2 separate regions of the Xenopus laevis genome follow, and region 1 is linked to region 2. Evidence: chromatin contacts called from public Hi-C data. All regions are on one chromosome and are shown on one strand. The core of a region is the stretch at or near the end of the contact, and the rest is flanking DNA. Distances in the headings are between cores, read along the strand shown. Region 1 overlaps pip5k1c.S (phosphatidylinositol-4-phosphate 5-kinase, type I, gamma S homeolog). Region 2 holds the start of LOC121398708.

What was found. A called contact is a pair of places that touch in the nucleus more often than the background predicts.
Region 1: a Hi-C map of the XTC cell line shows a contact between it and region 2, with 4 times the contacts expected there. The contact joins the enhancer-like site here to the promoter of LOC121398708 in region 2. A contact is called at or near these places in 2 of 4 Hi-C or Micro-C datasets (the XL177 cell line and the XTC cell line).

What each region holds. Positions count from the first base shown.
Region 1 is chr1S:119,337,409-119,343,428 of Xenopus_laevis_v10.1, forward strand. pip5k1c.S (phosphatidylinositol-4-phosphate 5-kinase, type I, gamma S homeolog) reads left to right here. Exons shown (of 15, transcript NM_001089262.1): 14 at 5,885-5,999. Among protein-coding and RNA genes, the nearest start is that of MGC68999, 32 kb to the right of the region's middle. Within about 2 kb of position 4,578, at least 1 of the 7 cell types and tissues checked has an H3K27ac peak or open chromatin away from gene starts, as enhancers often do.
Region 2 is chr1S:119,267,429-119,273,394 of Xenopus_laevis_v10.1, forward strand. LOC121398708 reads left to right here and starts at 2,516. Exons shown (of 2, transcript XM_041577658.1): 1 at 2,516-2,779; 2 at 3,028-4,332. The coding sequence starts at 2,606. The coding sequence ends at 3,603.

The DNA of each region.
Region 1 (6,020 bases), core at 3,328-5,827, 72 kb after region 2:
TAGTCAATCAACAAACCGCACTTCAAGAACTTGTAAAGTAATCAAACAAAATTATGTTTTATTCCCAATGTTTCGACACCCTCACTGGGGCCATCTTCAGGAGAGTATATAGATATATATATGTTCCTTTTACAAAAGAATAGATTGATAGCACAAAGCTGTTTATGAGCAGTTCTAAACAGGCCTAGTGTTTATTGTACTGTTGTGTTCACTCCTAATCCATTAAGAATTTGTGTTCAAATGGTAAGGTCTTAAAGGGGTTGTTAACCTTCCAAACACTTTTTTTCAGTTCAGTTGTTTTCAGATTGTTCCCCAGAAATAATCACTTTTTTCATTTACTTTCCATTATTTATTTTTTTACTGTTTTTCCAAAATCTAAGTTTAAAGGTGAATGTTCGTGTCTCTGGTGTTTGAGTCTGGCAGCTCACTAATTCAGGTGCAGACTCTAAACTGTTACAATTTTGCTACATTTAGTTGATACATTTCTCAGCAGCATCTCTGGAATATTAGCAACTATTGTATCAATTCTAACAGCTGCCTGTAATGAAACCCAGAGATTCTGCTCAGCAGGGACAAATATAAGAAATATATCAACTAATTGTATCAATTTAGAACAGTTTACAGGGTCGGCGACCCCCCTCCCAGAGCTGCTTTAGAAGGTGAAAAATGACACTTTACACCTAAATATTAGAAAAACGGGGACACTTAGAAAATAGAAAGTAATTGGAAAAAGTCTTTATTTCTGGTGATCTATCTGAAAACAACTAGTTGTTTGAAGTTGAAAAACCCCTTTAAATCCAGATAATCTGGAAAGAACTGGACAGCGTTTATTGAAAAATCCATTCAATTATTTTTATGGCAGGAGTGTGTTACAATTTATCGATGTTGACCCAGTGCAGTTTATAAACTAATGTCTCTACTATTGACACACACACTAACATATCAAGACCGCAAAGTGCAATCTCAAATGCAGCTTGCATGGCTTTTACCCACAGTGAATATTTTTTTCCTGTAATTGCGATCAGAATTTTTCAGTTGCTATTACTAATGGCGCATGAAGTGTGCACTTAATTCTTTAGACACATTTCCCCTTATTTTGTGTGCCCAAGCAGACCTTTTTTATATATATATATATATATACATTGTGTACTTTGGTTGTTATACAGTCGGGTACACACTTACTTTTTAACATGACATGACATGATTTATGGGACATGTTCCTACACAGGGTAAAAGATAATAGATAACAAAAATGTTTTAAAGGTTAAGACTGCTGCTGATTTTCAGCTGTAAGGACAAAGTAGTTCTAAACATGACAGACAATCCATTAAGTCGTCAGGCTATAAGTGGAGTCAGGCAGTTGCAAAACTGGTTTGCCTACTTCCCAGATGTCTTAGTGATAGTATTTAAATTCACAGCTGATAACCTATCTAGCCATTGGCATTAAGCATAAAGGAGGCCATACATGCTACAATTATGGTTATACGAAAGAACTTTCATCCACTCTACTAACGTTAAAGGAAAAGAAGAGGTCATTTTTATTACCTATCTTAAACTGTTGCCTGATCACACCCCTCCTGAACCGTTATAGTGTCACCAGCCAAAATGTTTTCCCACACTTACACCGTGCCACTGAAGTTTTTCCCCATTACTGAGTTTGTGGCTGCCATGTTGGCCATGTACACGTCGCATCCTTTGTCTCCTCGGTAAAAGTTCCTTCTCCTTCAAGAGCTGAATTGTCAGATATGCAGGTACAAACAAAAACAATTCTTTAGCTCCATCTGATGATTCAGCATTAACATAACGATGTTGGGGCACCTTCGAAGGTGCCCAATCAAAATTTTCAGTCCTGCCTGATCGTCTAGACAACTGATATCCAAGGCTTTTTACCGATATCGGTCTCCCATAAAACACGCAAAGATTATTGTACGAAAGATCTTTTGTACAATAATATCGGTGCATATATGGGCACCTTACATCTTAAGAGCTTGTTTGCAATCTTTAATTGAAAAAGTGCAAGGAGATTGCTATTGAAATTGCATTGTTGCCTACTTGTGTTCATTTGCAAGGGAGTCCTAGCCTCAGTAATGCCGGCCGGATGTTAGATGCAGGCAGCCTAGAGGCAGCCCACCATCAAATCCAGCTTTGCTTCTCTTGTATGTAATATACTAACCAGCCAGGATATCAGCACTAGGGATGGGCGAATTTTTTCGCCTTGTTTTGGCGCGAAAATGACGCCCATAGACTTTTATGGTGCATCAAAAAAAATGTATTTATAACAATATTTTACCACGCTACAAAAAATTTTCAACACCCATAGACTGTAATGGGGGTCTGCGACATTTTGCTGGCGGCGAATTTTTTGGTGAAAAGAAATGGGTCAAATTCGCCCATCGCTAATCAGCACCTTAAATCATATATGTGGAACAGACAATAAATTTAGTTGCGTACTACCAGATACTTAAGAATCAGGGCAGTCCGCAGTATGCTTTAAGTTAAACTGTTAGCAATGCAGAGTGATTTTACATTGTGCCCTTTTTTTGTGGGGCTGTTAGTTTGAAGAATAAATATTTTTATAAACAAGGAAATTGATGCTCCATGATCTCCATGGCAAAGAAAATGCATCATGTGCCTTTTACCAGGTTAGCGCTCCTTTATATCAGAACACCACACATTTATAATAAAAGTCAGTTCCCAGGTGTATTTAAATATTTTCAAGATAAATAGTTAACAGTACTAATCAAACATTACTATGAAATCCACTATACAAACCAATTGGGTCATCTTTTCTCTTGAAATAATCAGAAAAGAATAAAAGCAGTTGCACAATCCCAGCCTTTACAATGTGAATTTCCTGCACATAGAACTTAGCGGCATAAAACACTTTTTATATCTGTAAAGAGTTTCCCTTCTAAATCCTTTATTTTGCAGTTTAAATAGCAATTAAAAAAAACAATTAAACTTAAAAATAGGGTGTAGAAATAGTGCTGCTTCACGTAGCTCTGAAACTCCCTCTCTGTCAAAAACTGAAACAGACGTAAAGCCAAGCAGTGTTTGGAACAATTTGCTAGTGACAGCAGATGGGAGAGTTTATTGATTGTATCCTGCTAGGGAAACACTAACCAGCTCCAGTGACATTTGCTGATGCAGGAGACATTGCATGATATTTACTTTTAGTAAGCATTCAATAAATGAGGCAGTTTTATAGTTGTTGATGCCTGTCAGCAGTAATTGAAACTGAAAACAGCAGTGCTGGGATTTATTTTATAGACACCTGTCTTTTGTCACTTCTGTGACATGTAAAAGTGATAGCTGTCTCAGCAGCAATTCTACAGAGCTCAGGAAGAACTCAATAAACTCAGGCCCTTGCAGGACTGATAACAATCTCATTCAGCTACATTCCATATCAAAACTATCCATGCATTTTATTCTTGTAACGTACCTTGTTAAGCAGGAATCTGGGGTTAGCTTGCTGGCATTGAGCCGACTCTTCTGTAAGGCAGGAGAGCCCAACTAGTCCCGGTTTTGACTGATGCCTTTTTGGAAACCTGGAACTTTCTGCTGTTTTTCTAGCTGGGAACTTACCAACTTCAGAGTGCAGAGGTTCTAGATGAGGTACAGGCAAGGATCCGGCAAAGAGAAGACAAAACAGGCAGAGGTCAGGACATGCATCGAGTTTCGTAGTCAAAGGACAAGTCAAAAACCAGGATCAAAATGCATGGAAGGGCATGAGCAGGATCTGAAACAACCAGATGCCAGCTTAGGCAAAGAGAATGGGTTTTAACATGTTGCTCACAAGCCAAAGCCTGGGGATCACTGCCTTATACCATAAAACATGTTATTTTATATAAGTTGTCCCTAGAAGCCACTTTACACAATACTGCCAAAATGTTATCCCTACATACATTACCGGTGAATGAATAATAAGAGTTTATCAGTACAGGGCAAAATCTGTGCATCATACATAATACTTCACATCATTGAATGCATTTTTCTTAATTGGCTCAACTCACTCTCAATTTCTCTGGTCTCTGGTTCTAACTCTTCCAAGTTATCTAGGTATATTTATGGATGATGGTTTTTACTTTTTATATTTTATTCCAATAAAGATTGTTGTTCCAACAAATATTTTAGTGGAAACATATGTTCTTTGACCTTGTATTGGTGTTTTGTATATATTATTTATAACAAAAGTCATTCTGTGTGACGTATTCTACAGATGGGGCAAATATACTAGCATAGGTGCAATATTGCAATAAAGTTATCAAAAAGCAAACCAAGCAACAGTAAGTTTGATGTAGACGGTAGTGTAAGAAATGGCTGACTATGTGCTAGGTTAGCTAATCAGCCCTTTGGTATTACAGTTTGTGTTAAAGACTGTTATGATTCATACCCAGGATATCTAAATCTAGAAAAACTTGTTCTTAAGTACTTAAATATCTCAGGTCTGTCACACAGAGAAAGCAGTTTCAATGCTGCTAGCTATTTCAGTATATACACATTTTACCCAGAAGCTGGCAATATACCTGGGAAAGTGCAGCTGTTATTGTTACACCAGCAGCTGCATTATGTTTGCCTTTCGGCTTCTTTTCAATCCTTTACAGTAGGATGGTTCTTTCTCCTCTGGCTTGGTTCTCCAGAGCTCACATTTTTGTTGTATGCTTTTCTTTTGTTACCTCACTTGCAGAGACAGCTATTCTTAATCTCTATCCGCCTCTTGTCGTGTTGTTCAGCCTGACTGCACAGTTTTACGTCATTGGGTTTGAAGCTATGTATCAGCAAACATTTCTTTGAGTAAATCAGGGGGTAGTCACTATGGTGTACTAAAAAGTTCACTCAGAAGCTACAAATCTATCCCTTCACGTATTAATATATACCCAATCCCCATGCACAAGTGGTTGTTGCTTTCACTTGCTTCTCTGTGTTTATGTACACAAGTAAAAAATGCTTTCATAATGAAAAGAATGAATCTATATATGTGTATTTACTGCCTACTTACCAAACAGTATGGGCTATGGCACACTGTATGCGGTCTCTGCTGGGCTGGCATATTTCTGTGCAAAACAACTACTCCTACCTGCCATTCACTTGAATGGGAACAACATGAAGGGCAGCCCTGATATTTGACCTGAAAATGCTCACTAGAGAATTTAGTGAACGTTTGGTGCTTTAAAACCCAGTATAGGTGTGGGATCCATTATCTGGAAACCCATTATCCAGAAAGCTCAGAATTACGGAAAGGCCGTCTCCCATAGACTCCATTTTATCTAAATAATCAAATTTTTTTTAAAAAAAATTCTCTGTAATAATAAAACAGTACCTTGTACTTGATCCAAACTAAGATATAATTAAATCTTATTGGAAGCAAAACCAGCCTATTGGATTTATTTAACATCTACATGATTTTCTAGTAGACTTAAAGAATGAAGATACAAATTACAGAAAGGCCGCTTATCCGGAAAACCCCAGGTCCCAAGCATTCTGGATAACAGGTCCCATGCCTGTACCAGTGTTGTCAAATGCTTCTCATTCAAGTGAAAGGGAGGCAACATTGGTGATTTTGACTGCTGAATGCATTTGAAACACCTACAATTTGAATTGAGCATGATTTCTTTGTGAAGAGACATACAATGTTGATTATAAAATGTGTAAAAGGCTGAATCTTTCCTTGGAGGACTGATACAAGGGTTGTGCTGCAGTTTTCTTTTAAGACTATATATTTTCCAAAAATAATTTTCAGTAGTAAAGAATGGGTTACTAGCATACTTTCATTTGTTTAAGGAAATACAAAATGCAATATATTGAAAATGATTTGAAGAATCTAAGTGAGCTCACACAGGCTGAACATTCTGATGTTTTCTGACTAGATTTGTTTTGATTCCAGAAAAGGCCTGCCTTCAAGTTCAACATTCACACTGGAAGACAGCGCCTATCAAACATCTGAACAGAGCACCCTTGAATGGGATAATGACAATTCCTCTGTATTTGACATCTATCTTGTGAGTATCTGTTTCCCTTAG
Region 2 (5,966 bases), core at 1,266-3,765:
TAATATTCTTTTCATTAATTTATTTAATCTTTTCTGAAACCTGCAAAACATGTGGTAAGTAATATTGAGAGGAACAGGGCATGTAGAATTTCTTTTTAGAAGCTGTTTATATTTGACACCTAGTTTTTCCTTTATGTGTTATAGCACCAATCATTGAATTCAATGGGACACATTCAGGCTCAAAGACAAAACACTGTGTAAAATGCAGTGATGATTAACTGATTACACAGGTTTTTTTGTCTATAATCGGGTACATGTAAGCATATAATCATATCACAGCTCTATAAAAGCACGGGAGTCTATAATGTCTACCATTGCGTTAATGTGGCAATGTTATACCTAAATTACTCATCATAAGACACCTTTATGAATAGGCACCAATGTTTCTCATTTTATATGCAAATGTTTTAGCTTTAGCCCAGTTTCAGCATTATAAGACAAGATTTCTATTGTGATGTCATAATAGACATGTTGCTGAATCCCAATGATGTCATAATGCTAAACAGACATCTAGCACAGCTTCCTATAAACACTCATTTGCTTTTGAGCTTTGAAGATGGCGAGATTGTCTCTGAAGCTTGAAGTTATTTTTTTAATATTCTTTTCATTAATTTATTTAATCTTTTCTGAAACCTGCAAAACATGTGGTAAGTAATATTGAGAGGAACAGGGCATGTAGGATTTATTTTTAGAAGCTGTTTATATTTGACACCTAGTTTTTCCTTTATGTGTTATAGCACCAATCATTGAATTCAATGGGACACATTCAGACTCAAAGACAAAATGCTGTGTAAAATGCAGTGATGATTAATTGATTACACAGGTTTTTTGTTTATAATTGCATACATGTAAGCATATAATCATAACACAGCTCTAAAAATACATGGGAGTTTACAATGTCTACCATTGTGTTAATGTGGCAATGTTATATTAAAATTACTCATCTTTTATACACCTTTATAAATAGCCCCATCGTTTCTCAATTAATATGCTAATGTTTTAGCTTCAGCCCAGGTTCAGCCTTAGAAGCCATGATTTCTATTGTGATGTCATAATGAAATCTTGCTTAATCCTGATGATGTCATAATGCTAAACTGACATCAAGCACAGCTTCCTCTAAACACTCATTTGCTTTTGAGCTTTGAAGATGGCAAGACTACCTATAAAGCTTGAAGTGATTTTTTTAATATCCCTTTCATTAATTTATTTAATTTTTTCTGAAACCTGTAAGACTTGTGGTAAGTAATATCGGGAGGAATTGGGCATATAGATCTTCTTTTTAGAGGGCATATATTTTTGACACCTAGTTTTTCTTTTATTTGCTATAGCACTAATCATTGAATTCAATAGGATACATTTAGGTTTAAAAGCAAAATGCTGTGTAAAATGCAGTGATTATTAAGTGATTACACAGGTTTCTTCAGCTTTTAAACTTTTTATACTTTAATTTTATATTTGGCTTCACATACACATATAATCAATCATTATACAGCTTTATAAATACATTGAAGTCTGCATGGCTTTATCTGAGTATTCTAATTAAGTTAATTGACTCCTGATAGATATTGACCGTAAGTTTTACATGTGTGTGATAGGAACCTTAGACTGTAAGCTGCAAGTGAAATTAACACATGTTTAATTAGGTATATACTATCTATCTATCTATCTATCTATCTATCTATATCAGTCCAATGAGTATCCGCACTCCACTGCCAAAATATGTACTCACAGCACTCACAGCACTGTGGTGTTCTACATACATGTGCCCCAACTAAAATATTCACTATTGACTTCCTCCTGAATTGTTTGTAATTGTATGACGAATTGTATCTAAAACTATTGTAATGATTTTTAAAGTTTAACTTTTTTTTGGATTTTTAACATGCTATTCTGTATTACTGTGAGACAAGTTATCCAGAAAACCCCAAATCCCATATCTGTTTTTAGTGATTTTGACTACCACTGAATTCTCTCCCACAGATTGCGGAAAAAGACCTCTAGTAGAAAACATTCAACGTGGCTCCCGTATAATTGGAGGTGTAAATGCCCAGCCAGGAGCCTGGCCCTGGATAGTAAGCATCCAGTACAGTAAAGGTACCAGCTATTCACATTTCTGTGGTGGTACCATCTTGAATAGCCAATGGGTGGTGACAGCAGCTCACTGCTTCAACCATTTCAAAGAGTAAGTTTTATTATTTCTATTAGTTGTCACACAAATAATGACAGATACGATAGGACATTACTGAATACGAATATCTTCTTGTTTCAGAAAATTCCATAGTCTGAGACTGGTATTTGGAGCCCACCAGCTTTCTCAGTTGGGTCCACACACCCAGATCCGAAAAATCAAGAAGTTGGTAGTACATGAAGAGTACTCAGGAGAAGGGAAACAAATATATGACATGGCTCTTCTTCATTTGAATGAGACCATCAAATTTAATGACTACATCCAACCAGCCTGTTTTCCTTCTAAATCAATTAATGTTGAGCACATGACTCAATGTCAAGTAGCAGGATGGGGTGTTCTTAGCGAAAACTGTAAGTATCTGTTTAAAGAAGTTTGTAAGTGCTACTACAAATTACTTTTACTTTTTCTCAAAGAGATATGTATTTAATGTATTTATTGTATTTAGCTAAAGAATCATCTGACATCCTTCAAGAAGCCGGTGTGACACTTATCCCTAGGCCGCTTTGCAACAGCACAGAATGGTATAATGGTAAGATAGAAGAATACAACCTGTGTGCTGGCCATAAGGAAGGGAAGATTGACAGCTGCCAGGTAAGAGATACATTTTGGTATTTTGACTTTTTCCAAGTGAAAAGTAATCCCCCTAGTTAATTTTAAGTACTCTATAATCCTATTATTATATATCACTATTTGTAAGTAGACTTCTTTAGAAATAATAATTTAGTATGGTGGCACAACACCAAAACTAGTGATATCACATTTACCACTAAATTTCTTTCCTGTATGTCCATGCTATAAACTAAACAGTGTTTAACGCAGTGTACTGTTCTTGTTTTCAGGGTGACAGTGGAGGACCTCTTATGTGTAGGACAAAATTTAGTGACTTTGCTGTGGTTGGAGTGACAAGCTGGGGATCAGGATGTGCCCGAAAGCAACGTCCTGGGATTTACAGTAGTACCCAGTATTTTACTGAATGGATCAATAGAAAATTGTACAAAAAGGCTACAAAAAGATCAAAAAGATCTGTTCTTAAAAAGATCTTTTTTCAACATGATCTTACAACCCCTAGGATAAATATGAAAGTAAATACAGAATACCAGCATGCTACCAAAAACAAACTGAAACTATATATGATTGACGCATTTAAGTCTAAAGCAGCCACCCAGTTGCCTAGGAGTGAAAACAGACCAATGGCGATGCCAGTGAAGCATGGTTTTAAGATGAATCCAAGTGCATATTTGGTAAGCTCAGTTCAGCAACCTAATGCACCAGTATCTGTGCCATATAATACACCAACACCAGAACCAGATCAAAGAAAGCAGCTCCAATCTTTATGGCACCGTCTGATACAGATATATAGATGGATATCAACTGTCTTGGTTTCTGGCCCTGCTATGGGCGCAGCACAGCGTTAATTTAAACAACTGGCTAAACAACTGACCGTTTGTGAGACGAACTGCCTTGTAGTGGGACAATCTGATCGGACATTTGAAAATGTCATCTGTTGATGCCAACAGCCAGTATATAATGCATCAACAGATGATAAAGTGAAGAGGAGCTACGGGCATACACATATCAATTTGATCACAAAAATAAAGTTTTGTACAATTTTTTGGTATGTGTATGCTGGAGGGATGATCCGATCGGAGGGTCCGCAGCTCCTCTTTACTTCCTGCAGTTCCAGTTATTCAGACTGTTGACCATTTATATGGTATCCATTTGACCCATATGTTAATCAGAGGCTCACCCAATCTACAGCCAACTTTAGTCTGAAGACTTATTGAAGGTTGTATAATTTTTCTTTACCCTGAATTTATCTTGTTTTCCTTTGTTGCTAAAATAAAGTTTTTTAAATTGATCTCCTGTGTTGCGTGGGATTTCTAGGTTTATGTGTAATAACACAGTGGGTGTTCACAATTAAAGTATGATTACCCACATGATACCACTAAGTATCTTTAAAAATAGAAGAACATACCTGTATGTTACACTGTTTTTTTTTATGTATAAGTAATTGGAATGAACCTGTGTATAATAACCTGAAAGTGAATGATGACATCATGCTGGTTAATGTTTGTAAAGATTGTTTATTTGGTTAATGAAAAGGAAAACAAAGATGCTATGCTATTATACAACTGTCTTTCTGTATTGCTATAATTGCACAATAAAAGAATTGTTAAAAAAAAAAAAAAGTATCTTTAAAAATATATCACTTTAAACAGCCCATATTTAAAAGCCTTCATAAAAATAAGCCATTTTCATAAATAATACAGTATATATACATGATTTTAGTGAAACCCTTAATGATGCAGCTTGTCCTACTGGCTTGTATAATGAATACAAAATGTAATAAAGCTTATGTATTAGGGGCCTGAGGGATTAATCAGGAGTTACGCTTCAGCCAGACTACTTGCTCTGTCTGTTTAATGTAAAGGATTCAATTGCCCATTCTAGTACCACAGAATTCTTCACTACATTATTTGAAAAAGACCAACAGAGGTTGCTGTAAATTAACTTTATTAATTTATTCAGTAAATGAAACAGTAAAAATTTATTTTGTCACTTTATGTAAGTAGTTAACACATTCCATGGCTTTCCTTCATATATTATAGCACACTGCCACATTGCGGCTAACTCGAGAAACTAGGGGTCTTGGCTTGACCCAGGAAGAGGAGCATTACTCCCTCCGCAGACTAAGGGGCATTAACTGGCCAAACTTGATTCCAAAGATGATTGCACAATAAATAAGAACAATATTCTCCCACTGTGCCATTAAATGAATGGGGCCACACACTGTACCTATCATGAAATGCAGGGTGCCACAAAATGTAATGAAATGTTGGGGGGCCACAGTGTGTCTGTCATGAAATGTTGCTGCATCTAGTGCTTCTGATTTTGCCATTGGAACTATAAAAATCTAGTGTTTTTGATAACTGTGTGTGGGATTTGGAGGTGTGTCTTAAAAGGGGTTTGTGTTAAAAGGGGTTTGTGTTAAAAGTGGGTGTGGCCAGAGGTTTCACCACACACTATATTCTGCAGTTCATTATGTCCACCTTTATTCAATGTTTGGACATGCTATTTACAAGGATTTGTTCTCCATATTGTGTTAAAACATGCTTTCCCTACATATTTATATATGTAGGATAAGATGGAGCTTCCATAGTGCCTCAGTCATTAACAATTGTATGTACTAGAAAAGAACAAATGTAATTTCAACAGTTCAGTGTAATAATAAATGTTACATCAAGAGGTGAATTAAAATAAAAGGACATGATGTTTCTGTAACTTTGCAGCATTGTCCTTTTAACACTCATTAAGCAATAAACTAAACTCAAACCACATAGAAATATGAAAGAGAATTCTTTCAATTTATTGGAACAAATACAACAGTGTGGGTTCTTCAGATACAACTAGGGTTGCAACCTTTTTTATTGTTTTTTTTTTAACAACATTGGCATTAAGCAACATTTTTATAGGCCAAGTGGCAACCTTAGACACAGCTCACTCTCCTCCAGCAGCCACAGCTTAACCTTCCAATGTCAATTATTTATAGATGGTGGTGCTTGGGGGGGGGAGGCCAATGAACATTTGTGGGTCATAGAGCACAAATAATTATTAGATTGTTGTTGTTAGAATATTAGATTATTGTGGGCAAGGCTTATTGATAAAGCATCTGATCACTGTGCATAGGCTCTAATTACATCACTGAAAGCTCATGCAAAGGCCCATAAACATTCCTGAAAACTAACTGCACATTCCCACTTACAACTGAAACTGGGAC